Linked DNA regions of Oryctolagus cuniculus: region 1 is linked to region 2. The links are chromatin contacts, called in public Hi-C maps. All regions are on one chromosome and are shown on one strand. The core of a region is the stretch at or near the end of the contact, and the rest is flanking DNA. Distances in the headings are between cores, read along the strand shown.

Region 1 (6,943 bases), core at 1,088-3,587, 210 kb after region 2:
AGAGAAGGAAATCAGCGAAGCAACAGGAGCCATGAAGGAGTCTGAGGCTCAAGCCACGCCCCCAGGACCCCACAGCAGCCTAGGACCCCCACGCACCCCCTCTCCCTGTAGTCCATACCTTCCATCGTCCTACCTCCTGAGAGCTCCCTCCCTCTCGCCTTCACTTGCTTTTTCTTTCCTGAAACCCTACCTCCCCGTTGGCTCCCCACTTTCAGCCACACAGCCTCAACTGCGTGGGTACCCCAGGAACCCGGCACCCAACCTGTGCCTCTCCAGCATGGACCTACCTCTGCCCCCCGGACTTGAACCAGTTCTTCACTGCGGCTGGCTTTTTAAGAGATGAAAAGAATCCCATTGATTTATCTGCAAGGGAGACTTCCCCCTCCCCAAATAAAGGGGTAGGCCCCTGTATCAACCCTCCAGTAACCAGAGGTAACACCCTTTGGGCAAGCACCCCTAGTTCTCCTCCCTTGCTTCCCAAGCCCCTGGACAGGATGCGAGCAGAAGTCCCGCTCCCAAGAGCCCACGCTTCCAAACAAGCTAGAAGCGGATTATACCGGTACCCAACCCGGAGATGGCCTGCGGCGGGCTGGGTGCACCTGCGGGGGCCCCCAGCTCCCTCCCCTCAGCGCGGGGCGGGGAGGCACGTCCTCCCCACGCAGCCCACCCAGAGCGGGATGAAGGCAGAGGGGAGGCGTTTCTGGAGAAGTTAAGGGCTCACCTTTCGGGCACCGGGCCAGCAAGGCCAGACACCACACACCCCCCTCCCTCTGGGAGGAATCCGCGAGGCCCTACGGGCTCTCCCCGCCCCTCCGGTTGGGCGGAGGCAGGCGAGAACTGGAGGCGCGCTCCAGGGGCAGCAGGAGCCAGGCAGTCCGCACTCGCCCCTCTCGGGCCCGCGGCCGGCGGCCCAGGCGCCCGCCGCACGCATGCTGGAAAGCGGAACAGCCTCCCCCTGCAGGGACGATCGCAAACCGGAGCCCCGGGCACCCTCACTGCCGTGTTCCCCCGAACCCACTCGCGGGTCCCCAGGCGAGCTCCGGCCGTAGCCTGCGCCCGGGCCGCGGCGCCGCGCTCAGCCGGGCGGGACGCTGCGCCGGGCCACGCGCTTCGGCTCCGGCGTGGCTCCACCCGCGCGTCGCCCTCCCTCGCAGCCCCCGGCCCCTTCCCGGAGAGGTGCGCACCAACCTGGGCGGGCAGCCCGGGCAGCTCGGCCGCCGAGCCGGGGCTTATGCTGAGGGGGGAGGTGGCGGCATCACCTGCGGCGGGCGGCGGCTGCACCGGGACGCGCCGGGGCGGCGAAGGCGCGCGGCGCCCTGGACCCTGCTCTCGCTGGCCCGCCCGCGGCTGCCACCTGGAAGCGCGGCAGAGGAGCCGGGGCACCACGGGCGGCGGCAGCGGCGGCGACGGGAGCAGCAGCACATGACTCTGTAACGAGGGGAATTAGACAAAGCGTAACATGGACTCCGGGCCCGTGCAAGCGCTGCAGCTCTGGGACCAACCGCAGCCGGCGAGCGCCGCGACTGGCCCGGCCGCAGCCAATGGCGCGGGCCCGGGCCTCCATGTGATTGCGAGCGCTTTCCCCTTGGCCCTGCCGCGCCCGCCGGGGGTCGTGCGGCTTCCGCAGCCGGGCGGCCGGGCTGACCCGAGGGGGGCTGTCTGATGAGGGAGGCGGCCCGAGATTGGGAACGTTAGGGGCTGGCAGCTAGAGACCGCCGGACGCGGAGCAGGTGCAAGGGGCGGGGAAGCATGGCAGCCATAGGTCGCCGTCGCACTAATACTCACCTATCAAACGCCCACCTGGGCAGGGCTCAGTGCCAGGCAGGCGCTGTTGCGGCTCAGGAGCCTTCACCCAAGTCTATTCTGCAGACTTAAACTCTGCTTTTAAGACCGGGGTGGGGCGGGGAGGAGTAAGTCAAAAGTCTCCGAAGCGCCTTCCAGCTCTAAAGAGAAAGTAGCCGGGGTTGGGGGCATAAACAGTTTGTCGGCGTCGTTAGTTCTGCCTCTGCTATTAAAAAGCGGTGCTGGAGAAACAGTTCTTGTTTTCATCTGAGTCTGCCTCTTTCTCCCCGTTCCTTGTCCCTGAAAATGTCTTACATCTGAAGCAGGCGGGTGAGGAGGTGGTTCTTTGCTGAGAGGGGTTTTCCAACCCGCCGCTTTCCCCCCTTTCTGTTCGTCCCTGGCGGTCTCTCTTGTCGGGGCGGGGTAGGGGGGAGGCAGGGGCCAAGAAAGTCAGGCGAAACAACTGGCTCAGCCCCGTGGGTCAACAATCTCCTTTTATCTGAATCCCTGGCTTTCTGTGCACGGCGGGAAGTCTCATTTCCCTGGTCCCGAGATCTCTCCATGTCAGCAAACGCTCATTCAGTATTTACGCGGCACCTAAGTGTTCTTAACAGGCAAGCCGCACAGTGTTACAGGAACTCGGGAACACGTGGGTTCCAGCAGAGTGAGGCATTGAAGTGAATGGTTTTCTGGGACTTGGGGCAAGTCTTCAGGGGGAGGTAACCCGTGGTGGGGAACACCTGGTGCTGGAAGAGCAGCACCACGGGCCGGGAGACCCTGCACAGAGGGGTGCAGGATGCATTCACGGGACTGCCCGGGCCAGGCAGCAGAGGCCACCAGATGTGAGCCCTCTGCCCTCACCACGGCTTTCTCACCACTTTCCATCCCTGTCCCTCATGCCAGCAGGCTCTCCTAGTCCCCGAAGTCTGCCAAGGAGAGACTGCGTGCCTGGTGATTTAATCCCAGAGTCAGATTTGCTGATTGGGGGGGGGGGGGGCACAATTCAGATATTTTGATTGAAAATGTCTCACAATTAATTTGGAATGTTTGCATTTTGCAAAAAAGAAAAAGACAAAACAAAACAAAACACCTCAGGTGTATCTTCCTCCACGTATGTTCTTACCTGTGTTTTCAACTGTGATCCTGCATTTGAAAAAGGATTCAAGATTGGTGTAAGTGGGGCCAGACATGTGACACAGCAGAATAAGCCACCACTTGGGATGCCTGCATCCCACATCAGAGTACCAGTTGGGAGTCACTGTTGCTCTATCCAGCTTCCTGCCAATGTGCCCAGGAAGTTGGCAGCTGATGACCCACCTGGAGTTCTGGGCTTCTGGCCTTGGCTTGGCCCAGTTCCAGCTGTTGTATGCTTTGGAGGAGTGAACCAGAGGATAGAAGATCTTGATCTTTTCCTCAATCTATCTTCATCTGCCTTTCAAACAAATAAATCAATACTAAAAAGATTGGTAGGGGCTGGCGCTGTGGCACAGTGGGTTAAAGCCCTGGCCTGAAGTGCAGGCATCCCATATGGGCACTGGTTCATGTCCTGGCTGCTCCTCTTCCAATCCAGCTCTCTGCTGTGACCTGGGATAGCAGTAGAAGATGGCCCAAGTCCTTGGGCCCCTGCACCCACGTGGGAGACCTGGAGGAAGCTCCTGGCTCCTGGCTTTGGATCAGCACTGCTCTGGCCATTGCGGCCATCTGGGGAGTTAATCATTGGATGGAAGACCTCTCTCTTTCCCTCTCTCTCTCTCTCCCTCTCTCACTCACTCTCTCCCTCTCTCTCTCTCTGCCTCTTTTCTCTCTGTGTAACTCTTTCAAATAAATAAATAAAATAAATCTAAAAAAAAAAAGATTGGTATAAGTGGAGAAGAAAGCAACACTCGGAAAACAGTCAAATATGGCAAAACAGACACTTCGTAAATCCTAGAGTACACTAGAGAAATCCCTTGGGAGGACAAAAGGCACGCCACATGCTGTGCTCTCTTGAACAGGTAATTCCGCAGCTATGAATTTATATTGTGGGCCTATTTGTGCAAAAACAATCTCTGAAATATTTATCAATATGTACAAAAAGATGTGGCCCATATATTTTTGTTTCTGATAATGGAAGTATGTAATAGTGGAGAAATACCTAACACAGCCCCAGTAAAGAACTGCAAGTTATGCCACTTCTGTGGAAGGAGACCTTAAGACGCCTTTTGCAAACAATAAGCTAGCGGCATGTGTACCCGCATGGCAGGATCCAAAATAGTTAAGTGAGAAAGGCAAGCTACAGCGCAACATGAGTGGTACGATCCACTTTTATGTGTTAGCATATACATGCTATTAAATATAGGCTTATAAGAAATCTGGAAGCAGCTGGGAATAGTGGTTATCTCTGGGTGTGGGATTACCAGGGCTCCTTGCTTTCTATTATGCAGTTCTATATTTTGATTATTTTTATATTGGGCACATATGACTTTGATAATCAGAAAAATGATAAACAAAATCCTTAAGAAGATCATTTTCATACATCAGTCTGCTATGCGAAAACACCGTTAACTGGTGGCTCCCAAACAACAGACATTTTTCCCCACAGCTGTCAAGGCCCGGAGGATCAAGATCATCAAGATAGGCAGATCCAGCTCTGGGGCGAGGTACCTTCTCCTTGCGTCCTCACGTGGTGGGAGGGGCCAGGACTCCCTCAGGCCTCCGTTCACTGGGCTCTGCCCCCATGACCCCATCGCCTCCCGCAGCCCCACCTCCTAATACCACCACCCTGGGGGAGAGGATTTCAAAAGATGGATTTGGGAGAACACAAACATTCTCTTACTATAACAAAGACAAAATTACCAGGGACTAACCAATGACAAGTAATGAAAAATAATCCTGACCATCTAGGATGTAAAAAAAAAAAAAAAAAAAAAAGTGGAAAAGTGGAGCTCGCTCCTTCTCCCTGAGAAACAACCAATAAGGAGGCAGCAAAGGAATGATTTTTCACTAGGCTCAAAATTAAGAAGTACAAGAGACAGGGCAGGCGCTTGGCTAGCAGTTAAGACGCTGCTTGGATGACTGCATCCCATATCGGAGAGCCTGGGTTCATGTCTTGACTCTGCTTCTGATTCCAGCTTCCCACTACTGTGGACCCGGGGAGGCAGCAGATCACGGCTAAAGTAGCTGAGCTCCTGCCACCCACATGGGAGACTTGGATTGAGCCCCAGGCTCCTGATTTTGGCCTTGCCCTGCCCTAGCTATTGCTCGTGTTTGGGGAGTGAACCAGAGGATGAAAGATGTCTCCCAGGCTTTCAAATAAAAAAAGAGAGAGAGAAATAATTTTTTTAAAAAAAAAGGACCATGATAGAAAAGGTGCCTACAGAGATAGGAGCTCAATAAGATTTCAAGGAAGTTCTATTCAATAAAAATTACAGAGCAGGTACTGTCCTTTTGTAATAGTTGGGAATTGGCGGTTGTTCCTGTGAATGGTAAATCTATGGGTAATAACAAGAGTTAATACTTACACAGTGCTTAGAGAGGGCCCTGTTGTAAACACTATACCTACTCCCTTTTACTCTTCACTGCAACCGATGAGATAGATACAATCCTCATAGTATCTATGGAAGGTACTCTGAGAGGAGACACAAGCTTGGGAGGTTAGCTTTAGCTCGCAGAGCCTTTAGGTGGCACAGCTGGACTATAGAGGCCCACGCCCTTACAGCACTGTGGAAATGGACTGTGTGAAACAAGGCTGCTATTTGTGTGTCTCTTTCCCCACATATTATAATTCTAAGCTGGTTTGTGCTTAGCTGAAGTTCGGCACTTACCATGCTCTGAGACTCCAGCACAGTAAATGAAGAGATGGAGACTACTGACTTAACAGAGAAGAATCTGAGCTCCTTGGAAGGGTGATTCTGCATTCTTTTTTTACCATTGTGTAGTAGAGTGACTAACAGATGGTAAGTGATATGAGTTCTAATAATCCGTAAACATGTTTTTGAAACAATTGTGCAGAAATCACACTTGATAAATTGGTCCAAATGCACTGGAGTATGATGAGTTCCTTGTAAAGTGAAAATACCTGTGGGGGTGGGGGCTAAATCTGAATACACTTGCATGACCATATACAAATAATTGCAGAATCTATTTGAAAAAGTGGGACTAATGACAGAAGATTTAAGATAATTTGAACCCCTCTCTCTTCGACCCTCCCTTTCTCCATCTCACATCTCATGATTTCCTCATCTCTGACATATCTCAGGTTATTGTGAGGGCCAGGATTAAGTGAGCTGATGGAAAGAGCTAACCTAGAACATAAGCACTGCTCAGTGAATGTTATCTCTTGCAAGTATGTCCCCATATAAATGTGGCCAAACTTCTTAACCTATTGTAGCTCTATTTATATCACAATATGATAGGCAGCATCTAGAGGACCTTCATATGTTAATAAAAGACAAGCTGGCACCGCGGCTCAATAGGCTAATCCTCCACCTTGCGGCGCCGGCACACCGGGTTCTAGTTCCGGTCAGGGCACCGGATTCTGTCCCGGTTGCCCCTCTTCCAGGCCAGCTCTCTGCTGTGGCCCGGGAGTGCAGTGGAGGATGGCCCAAGTCCTTAGGCCCTGCACCCCATGGGAGACTAGGATAAGTACCTGGCTCCTGCCATAGGATCAGCGCGGTGCGCCAGCTGCAGCGCGCCAGCTGTGGTGGCCATTGGAGGGTGAACCAACGGCAAAGGAAGACCTTTCTCTCTGTCTCTCTCTAACTGTCCACTCTGCCTGTAAAAAAAAATAAATATGTTAATAAAAGCAACTGCTAGGCATACAATGCTTTGAAATTACATAACAGGGGCCGGCGCCGTGGCTCACTTGGTTAATCCTCCGCCTTCGGTGCCAGCATCCCATATGGGCACCGGGTTCTAGTCCCGGTTGCTCCTCTCCCAATCCAGCTCTCTGCTGTGGCCCGGGAGGGCAGTGGAGGATGGCCCAAGTGCTTGGGCCCCTGCACCCATGTGGGAGATCAGGAGAAAGCATCTGGCTCCTGACTTCAGATCAGCGTAGCTCTAGCCATAGCGGCCATTGGGGGCTGAACCAACAGAAGGAAGACCTTTCTCTCTGTCTCTCTCTCTCACTGTCTATAACTCTACCTGTCAAATAAATTAAAAAAAGAAATTACATAAGAGAAGC
Region 2 (7,059 bases), core at 3,911-6,410:
GTACTCCAATATAAGATGTAAGCATTCCAAGCAGTATCTTAACTGCCTTGCCAAATGCCCACCTCTTCCCCTCAAGGGATTCTAACAATCACCCTCAGATGCTATCACTGTTAGAATTCAACTTAACAGATGAGGCAGGCATTGTGGCTTAGAGAGTTAATCTGCCATCTGCAATGCCAGCATCCCATGTGAGCTACTCCACTTCCAATCCAGCTTCCTGCTATTGTGACTGGGAAAGCAGCAGCAGATGACCCAAGTGCTTGTGTCCCTGAACCTACATTGGAGACCTGGAAGAAGCTCCTGGCTCCTGGTTTTGACCTTGCCAAGCCCTAACTGTTGTAGCCATTTATGGAGTGAACCAGAGGATGGACATTCTCTCTCTCTAACTCTGCCTTTCAAATAAACGAATCTTAAAAAATAAAAACAAACTGGGCCAGCACCGTAGCATAGCAGGTAAAGCCACCACCTGCAGTGCCAGCATCCCATATGGGCGCCAGTTCGAGTCTCAGCTGCCCTACTTCCGATCCAGCTCTCTGCTATGGCCTTCCCAGTAGAAGAAGGGCCCCTGCACTTGCGTGGGAGACCAGGAAGAGGTTCCTGGCTTCGGATCCGCACAGCTCAGCGCAGCTCTGGCCATTGCGGCGAATTGGGGAGTGAAACAGGATGGAAGAACCTCTCTGCCTCTCCTCTCTCTGTGCAACTCTGACTTTCAAATAAATAAATCTTTAAAAAAATAAAAATTAAAAAAAAACCCTGAACAGAAAATAAAAACCGTAAGATCTTTTTATAATACTATATGGTAATAAAGAAATAAATTTCTTGCCCTGAATGATTCTGCATTTCAAGTCCTACGCTGAGACATTAAATCCAACTCTAGGGCTGGCGCTGTGGCTCACTTGGTTAATCCTCCACCTGGGGCACCGGCATCCCACATGGGCGCCGGATTCTGTCCCAGTTGCTCCTCTTCCAGTCCAGCTTTCTGCTGTGGCCCAGGAGGGCAGTGGAGGATAGCCCAAGTGCTTGGAGACCAGGAGGAAGCACCTGGCTCCTGGCTTCTGAATGGCGAAGCACCAGCAGCAGTGGCCATTTGGGGAGTGAACCAATGGAAGGAAAACCTTTCTGTCTCTCTGTCAAATAAATTAAAAAAAAAAAAAAAAAATCCAACTCTCCAGTAAATCCTATGCAGGCTGTGGGCTTCTACTATTCCCAATAAGTCTCAATTTGAATTTGGTAAAAGCAACAGTCCCACCTACTCATTTTTATTCAGCTCTCTGAATTTTCTACCTATTACTAGACATCATACAAGTTATGCTTATTTTCTTTGAAAACATGTTATTATTTTAAAAATCATTAGTCACTTTTGAAGTTTAGGATCTCAAAATTCTTCTAAATTTATGAAATGGCTTTCTAACTAATTTTGCAATTTTCAATCTAACCTACACATGGATACAATTAAACTTCCCATGGTAAATTTTTACTATGTCATTCTCTTATTCAAAAATATTTTTCAGCACTCCTTTAATACATATTCACGGGGGCAAAGCAATGTGAAGCCATGGCCTGCAGCATTGCTGGCATCCCACAGGGGCGCCAGTTTCCCCTGTTCTATTTCCAATCCCGCCTCCTAATGCACCCAGGAAACAGTGGAAGATGGCCCAAGTGCTTGTGTCCCTGCCATCTCCTGGCTTCAGTCTGAGCCAGCCCTGGCCATTGCAGTCATCTAGGGAGTGCACCAGTGGTTGGAAGATCTGTGTGCATGTGTAACTCTGTGCAACCCTGCCTTTCAAATGATAAAATAAATTGTTTGTTAAAAATACAAATTGACTCCTTTCTGTATGTTGAGCCTGAGTCAAATTCAAAGTTTCTTTAATCATTACAAACCATACATAAAAATGAGCTAATGTTAATAGTTCCCATAAAATAGCAGTCTTCCTTAATAGTACATTTTCTTTGGTTTTATTTTGTGAACATACTACATTCTATACAACATTTTGGTTTTTGCATTTCTCTGGAAGTCAGGATACTTCATGCTATCCCCTTTTAAATCCCTTATATAATGCTTTTTTAACCTGTTTGATTTTTTTTTTTTGAGTCATTATCCTATCTGGCGGGGACTTTATAGCAATCAAAGTAACATCCAATTGTGTTCTGCATTTCTCTTGTGATTTTAACTAGCTCTGTAGTCACAAGTCACAAGGCTTATGTTAATAACATCCAGGTTTTTTTATGTGTTCCTCTTTAAGCACTACACATTGGGAAGCATAGAAGAAAATGACCTCAAAACAAGGTCAAAATGCATTACAAAGAAGCTATATAGAATCAAGCCAATAATCCACTTAAGCTACATTACTCAATACCAAAGCTTCTAATTCAACAAAAAGAACTCAGCCAGTACTGGGTACTTCACCACTTAGAATGTTATTAGAGCCTTTGTAATAAATTTAAAAATCATAATTCAAATAAAATGGACAAAAAGTCTAATTAACAATGAAAACCCCTAACTTTTTCTGATCCCAAATTCAAATACTACATACATTATAGCAACAGTTAACAATGAAAAGTGATACATCAAGAGCCAAAACCATGACTGAAAAAGTAGAACTGACTTTTCACATTGGTGAGTCTGAAGAGAAAATCTGAAATGCACTGAATCCTCAAAAAATTTAATTGCAAATGAAAGAGGATACTTACCATTAAAGCCCTGATAAGTATTCCTGCAAGCAGAGTGTGTGTAATCTATGAAGACACAGTTAACAGAAAGGAATTAGTAAAATATTAGCAAACCTCCAAAATTATATATGCATCTATTTGAAACAAACACAATTTCTCAAATGTCATTAACTCAATTATCTGCAAAACTGAGGTACAAACAATTACCAATACTCCCTTTGGGAAAACACGCATCTCTTTTTCTTGACCACCCTCCCCAAAGGCAGGTTCATCTCATCATCCAATTACAGTAATGGAAAAATTAGTTCATAACACCTGATCCATAATAACAGTCAAAAGAGGGATCCAATACTGATTTACAGTACAGAACAAGAAGGAAAGCAGAGCGGCTAAAATTATGTATTAAAAACATGCAAAAAGCAGAGACATTTGAGAGGTGGTTTTATGTAATGTAATTTTTTTCAAAGTCAACACTTCTGCCATTTAATTCACTGTCTATAAAGATTTCAAGATCTAATCTGAGGAATGTATATGTATATCTGAGTGTGTGTTAAATCCATCCAAGATACGGCACCGTTGAAAACCATATTGCCAATTTCCCCATCAAACCAATTTAACAAAAGTTTAATCATTTAGTTAATTTTGCAAATAAATACTGAAAGAATGAAATTTAATACAGTACTCATTTGGATACAACAGAACCACACTACACTGTATAGATACACTGTTGGTCAAATTCCATTTCCCAAATAGAATTTGGTGACTGAGGATGGACAGCGCGGCAGGGAATATTTTATCACGGACACTGTTTAGAATTGTAGGCCTATGAGAATAGTAAGTTATTACTAAGTTTGATTCTTGTTTTTCAATTGCAGAATTTGTATTGGCTAATTGCGTTGGGGTGGGTGGAAAGGATTGTCCCCACCTACACCTGGCAGCCTCTGATTGCCCTTTGGGTGTTTGTACTATCAAACTGTAGCCTGAAAACACAGTAAATTTTTTTTTTATTTTCATCCCAAACTTTGATCACTTCAAACATTCAGAGTTGAAAGGTATTTATATCAAAATGAGTCAAAGTCCAACTAAAACAAACAAAAACCCCAGGTACTCTTACCAGCTGAACTTCCTATTTCAAAGTATCTACAAAAGGGCTAATGGGGGGGGGGGGCTTTCATATATCTTGATTCAGTAGCTTTTACTTTTGTAAAAATCAAAATTCAAAAGCTGCTTCATTCCTAAGCGGAGATCACACCTCATTCAATGTTAAGTATGGCTTGTTTTTTTGGTGGCATTAGAGGCTTTCAACTACTTAGCGAACTGGTTTTTATTTAGAAACGCCTGCCTGGTTCCCCCGGATTAAATCCAGTTTAACTACACAAGCCCTTTCCCTGGCCTCCCTACTTGCTGTCACTACATGCCATTTTTTTTTCCTCTCTCGACACCCATGTCGCTAAAAGTTGAGGACTTTTGAGGACATCGGAGGACAAGACGAAGCCCAGATTAATTTTTTGTGACCCTGTGAAAACGATCTGAAGAGCTGGGGGGGGGGGGGGGGGCTAAAAGGCACGGCTCCGACAGTTTATTTCGTCAGCAGGAACACAAGCGGCTGAGTACACGTCTGAAGGTGAAGGGCACGTGATGTTTGCTCGTGCCAGAATTCTAACTTAAACCGCATCCACACACAAGACCGAAAAAAATAAATAAATAAAAGTGCTCCGGTTCACAGAGCCTAATTCGAACGAGAATTAACAAGCCCAGTTTTCCAACCAGGAAATACCTGGCTTTCCACCGATCGTCTCTGAGGGACGCCCTCTAAACATCTTTTCTTAAAAACAACCGAAATCAGCACCGTGAACAAGCCTCGGAAAATGCTACCAGGCAGGAAGAGCACTGACTAAACGGACGGACGGGCCGGGTCGCCGCCCTGTGGGGCGAAGGCGACACGAGGGGGGTGGGGGTGGCGGCAGGCCCCATGCGTCCGTTTGCCTGAGCCGGGAAGTTGGGAGGCGTTAGGCGGTTTCCACGCACCGGGGCCTGGGCGAGGCCGCGGCCCGAGCCCCGGGGCCTGGAGCTCTGGGCGCGTCCTTCCCGGCACCGAGGCCCACACCCAGCTCCCAGGTTCTCCCGGCCGGGCCGATTCGAGGCGTGCGGGTCCCTCCAGAGGCCGCCTCAGGGCCCTGGGCCCGGCCTCCAGGCCCGCCAGAACAAAGCCCACACGGCCATCTTGAGACGGTAAACAGACCCCCGGCGCAGGCCTCCCGCCTCCCGCCCGCCGCGGAGACCTCTCAAGAGGCTGCGCTTACCGTCCTCGAAGTCCATGGCGGAGGCTCGGGGCGGACGGCCTCAGAGGCGCTAAGCTGAGCTCTGGCCGGCGGCAAGCGCCCGCGATCCGCGCGGTTCCTCACAACCAGTCCGCTCCACCGAGAGCGGCGCTACGGGCCGGAGAGCGCAGGCCACAGTGAGGCTGGGGGCAGGGCCGGGCGGTGCTGCCGGCCGCCGCAGCGCGGCCCGCGATTGGCTGGCGCGGGCTGGTGGGCGGGCCCTCGCGCGGGGGCGGGAAGCAGGGCCGCTGTCACGCTCTAGGATTTTGACCCCGTGGAGCCGCCGCGGGCACGGTGGGTAAAAAAGAGAGCGTCGGCGAGTGGCGGCGCCTGCGGGGAAGCGAGCTGAGTGTTCTGGAAGGGCGGACTGCGGCCCGCCATGTTTGAACCTGGCAAGAGCGAAAGGCTCTGGTTAGAGGCTCTTCCTCCTGCCCGAAACGAATGAAATCACGTGCCGACCTTTTGCTTTTTATTGGCTGGTGATGACTGCTCGGGAAAATGCTTGAGCGTGTAGGGAGACGCTGAAGTCTGGGACGGTCTTAGAACTCTGGGAATGAGGCAAAGCAGGCTCTCCGCTCTGAATTTGAAGGCGCTAGTAAGAAGCTGCACAAGGTCGCAGGCAAACGAACCTACTAGCATTCCATTATTTACACTTTTGAGTGGACAGTGGGCAGTGGGCGAAGTTATTCAACCACCCAACCATAGGGAAAGAGAAAACGGTTCTGATCACTCTGACCTTGGGGCAGCTGGAACCACGGGTTTAAGAAAATCCTCCCCCTCCCCACCACCCCACGTAAAGCAAATGGTGGCAACAGTGAGTTGACAGGAAACAGGAGTCAAGCTCCTTGCTCTTCTTCCGGGTTCAATCAGCTGCTGGAACCAAGTTCTAAGGAAATACACTGTAAGAAAACCTCCAGTTACACAGACACAGCGGGTGTCTGACGTAGCCAGAAATCCGGCCAGGCGTCGCTTCCTCCCCACCACTTTCCTTCTCCTCCCTAAATGATTCACCCTGCTCTCCACCCTTTGCTCATTTCCTTCTTCTCTCCACACTCCTCCCCCCGCCCCCGCCATATATGTTTTTCTATTCACCTGAGCTGATCATGTCGAAAACTCAATTCACCATTTTCCTCCTCAGACCTGCCCGGGCTCCTGTATGTATTTTTTCCTGTCTGTTTGGGGCAGGGTGAGCTAATCCCCCTAATCCTACTAATCCCAGCCAGCCCGCCTGCCAGTCATCAGTCGCTACTCAGCCCAGCCCTTCCTTCCACTCACTCCCAAGCCGTACCCAGGTCTTTCATCTGTTCATTACCCTCTAAAATTTCTTGAACCTGCCCCCTCCTCTCCATCCCCACTGCCACCAATTGAATGTACAGACTCGTTAGCTCTCCCCATAACTAGTGCTGCAACTTCCTAACTAATTTTTTTTTCTGCCCTTCAGTCTCGAGTTCTCAGCTGCAGTAACATAAATGCCAGTCTAAACTTGTCACGAGGCGTCTCTATCCTGGCTTAGATCTAGTCACTGCTCCTTAACCTAACGCACGGACAGCAGGGATCTGCCTGACCTCTGCATTCCGCCTTCTTGTCTCTCCCAGACCCTCCCTTCTGTTCAGCAGTTTCTGGACACTGGTTGCAAAAACAACCCTGTGCTTTTTTTTTTTTTTTTTTGTACTTATTTTTTTGTTTTTGATTTTTTTAACTTTTATTTAATGAATATAAATTTCCAAAGCACAGAATATTGATTACAATAACTTCCCCCCCATAACGTCCCTCCAACCCGCAACCCTCCCCTTATCCACTCCCTCTCCCCTTCCATTCATGTCAAGATTCATTTTCAATTCTCTTTATATACAGAAGATCAGTTTAGCATACATTAAGTAAAGATTTCAACAGTTTGCTCCTGCACAGAAACATAAAGTGAAAAATACTGTTTGAGTACTAGTTATAGCATTAAATCTCAATGTACAGCACACTAAGGACAAAGATCCTACATGAGGAGTAAGTGCACAGTGACTCCTGTTGATGACTTAACAAATTGACACTCTTGTTTATGGCATCAGTATTCACC

Evidence for each region. Hi-C and Micro-C count contacts between places; a contact is called where the count stands out from the background.
Region 1: a Hi-C map of an unstated tissue shows a contact between it and region 2, with 2.2 times the contacts expected there. The contact joins the promoter of LRRC8D here to the promoter of ZNF326 in region 2. A contact is called at or near these places in 2 of 6 Hi-C or Micro-C datasets (psoas muscle and an unstated tissue).

What each region holds. Positions count from the first base shown.
Region 1 is chr7:80,849,831-80,856,773 of mOryCun1.1, forward strand. LRRC8D (leucine rich repeat containing 8 VRAC subunit D) reads right to left here and starts at 2,338. Exons shown (of 3, transcript XM_051856259.2): 1 at 1,786-2,338.
Region 2 is chr7:80,639,851-80,646,909 of mOryCun1.1, forward strand. It overlaps ZNF326 (zinc finger protein 326), which reads right to left and starts at 5,161. Exons shown (of 12, transcript XM_002715870.5): 1 at 4,974-5,161; 2 at 2,692-2,736. The coding sequence starts at 4,989.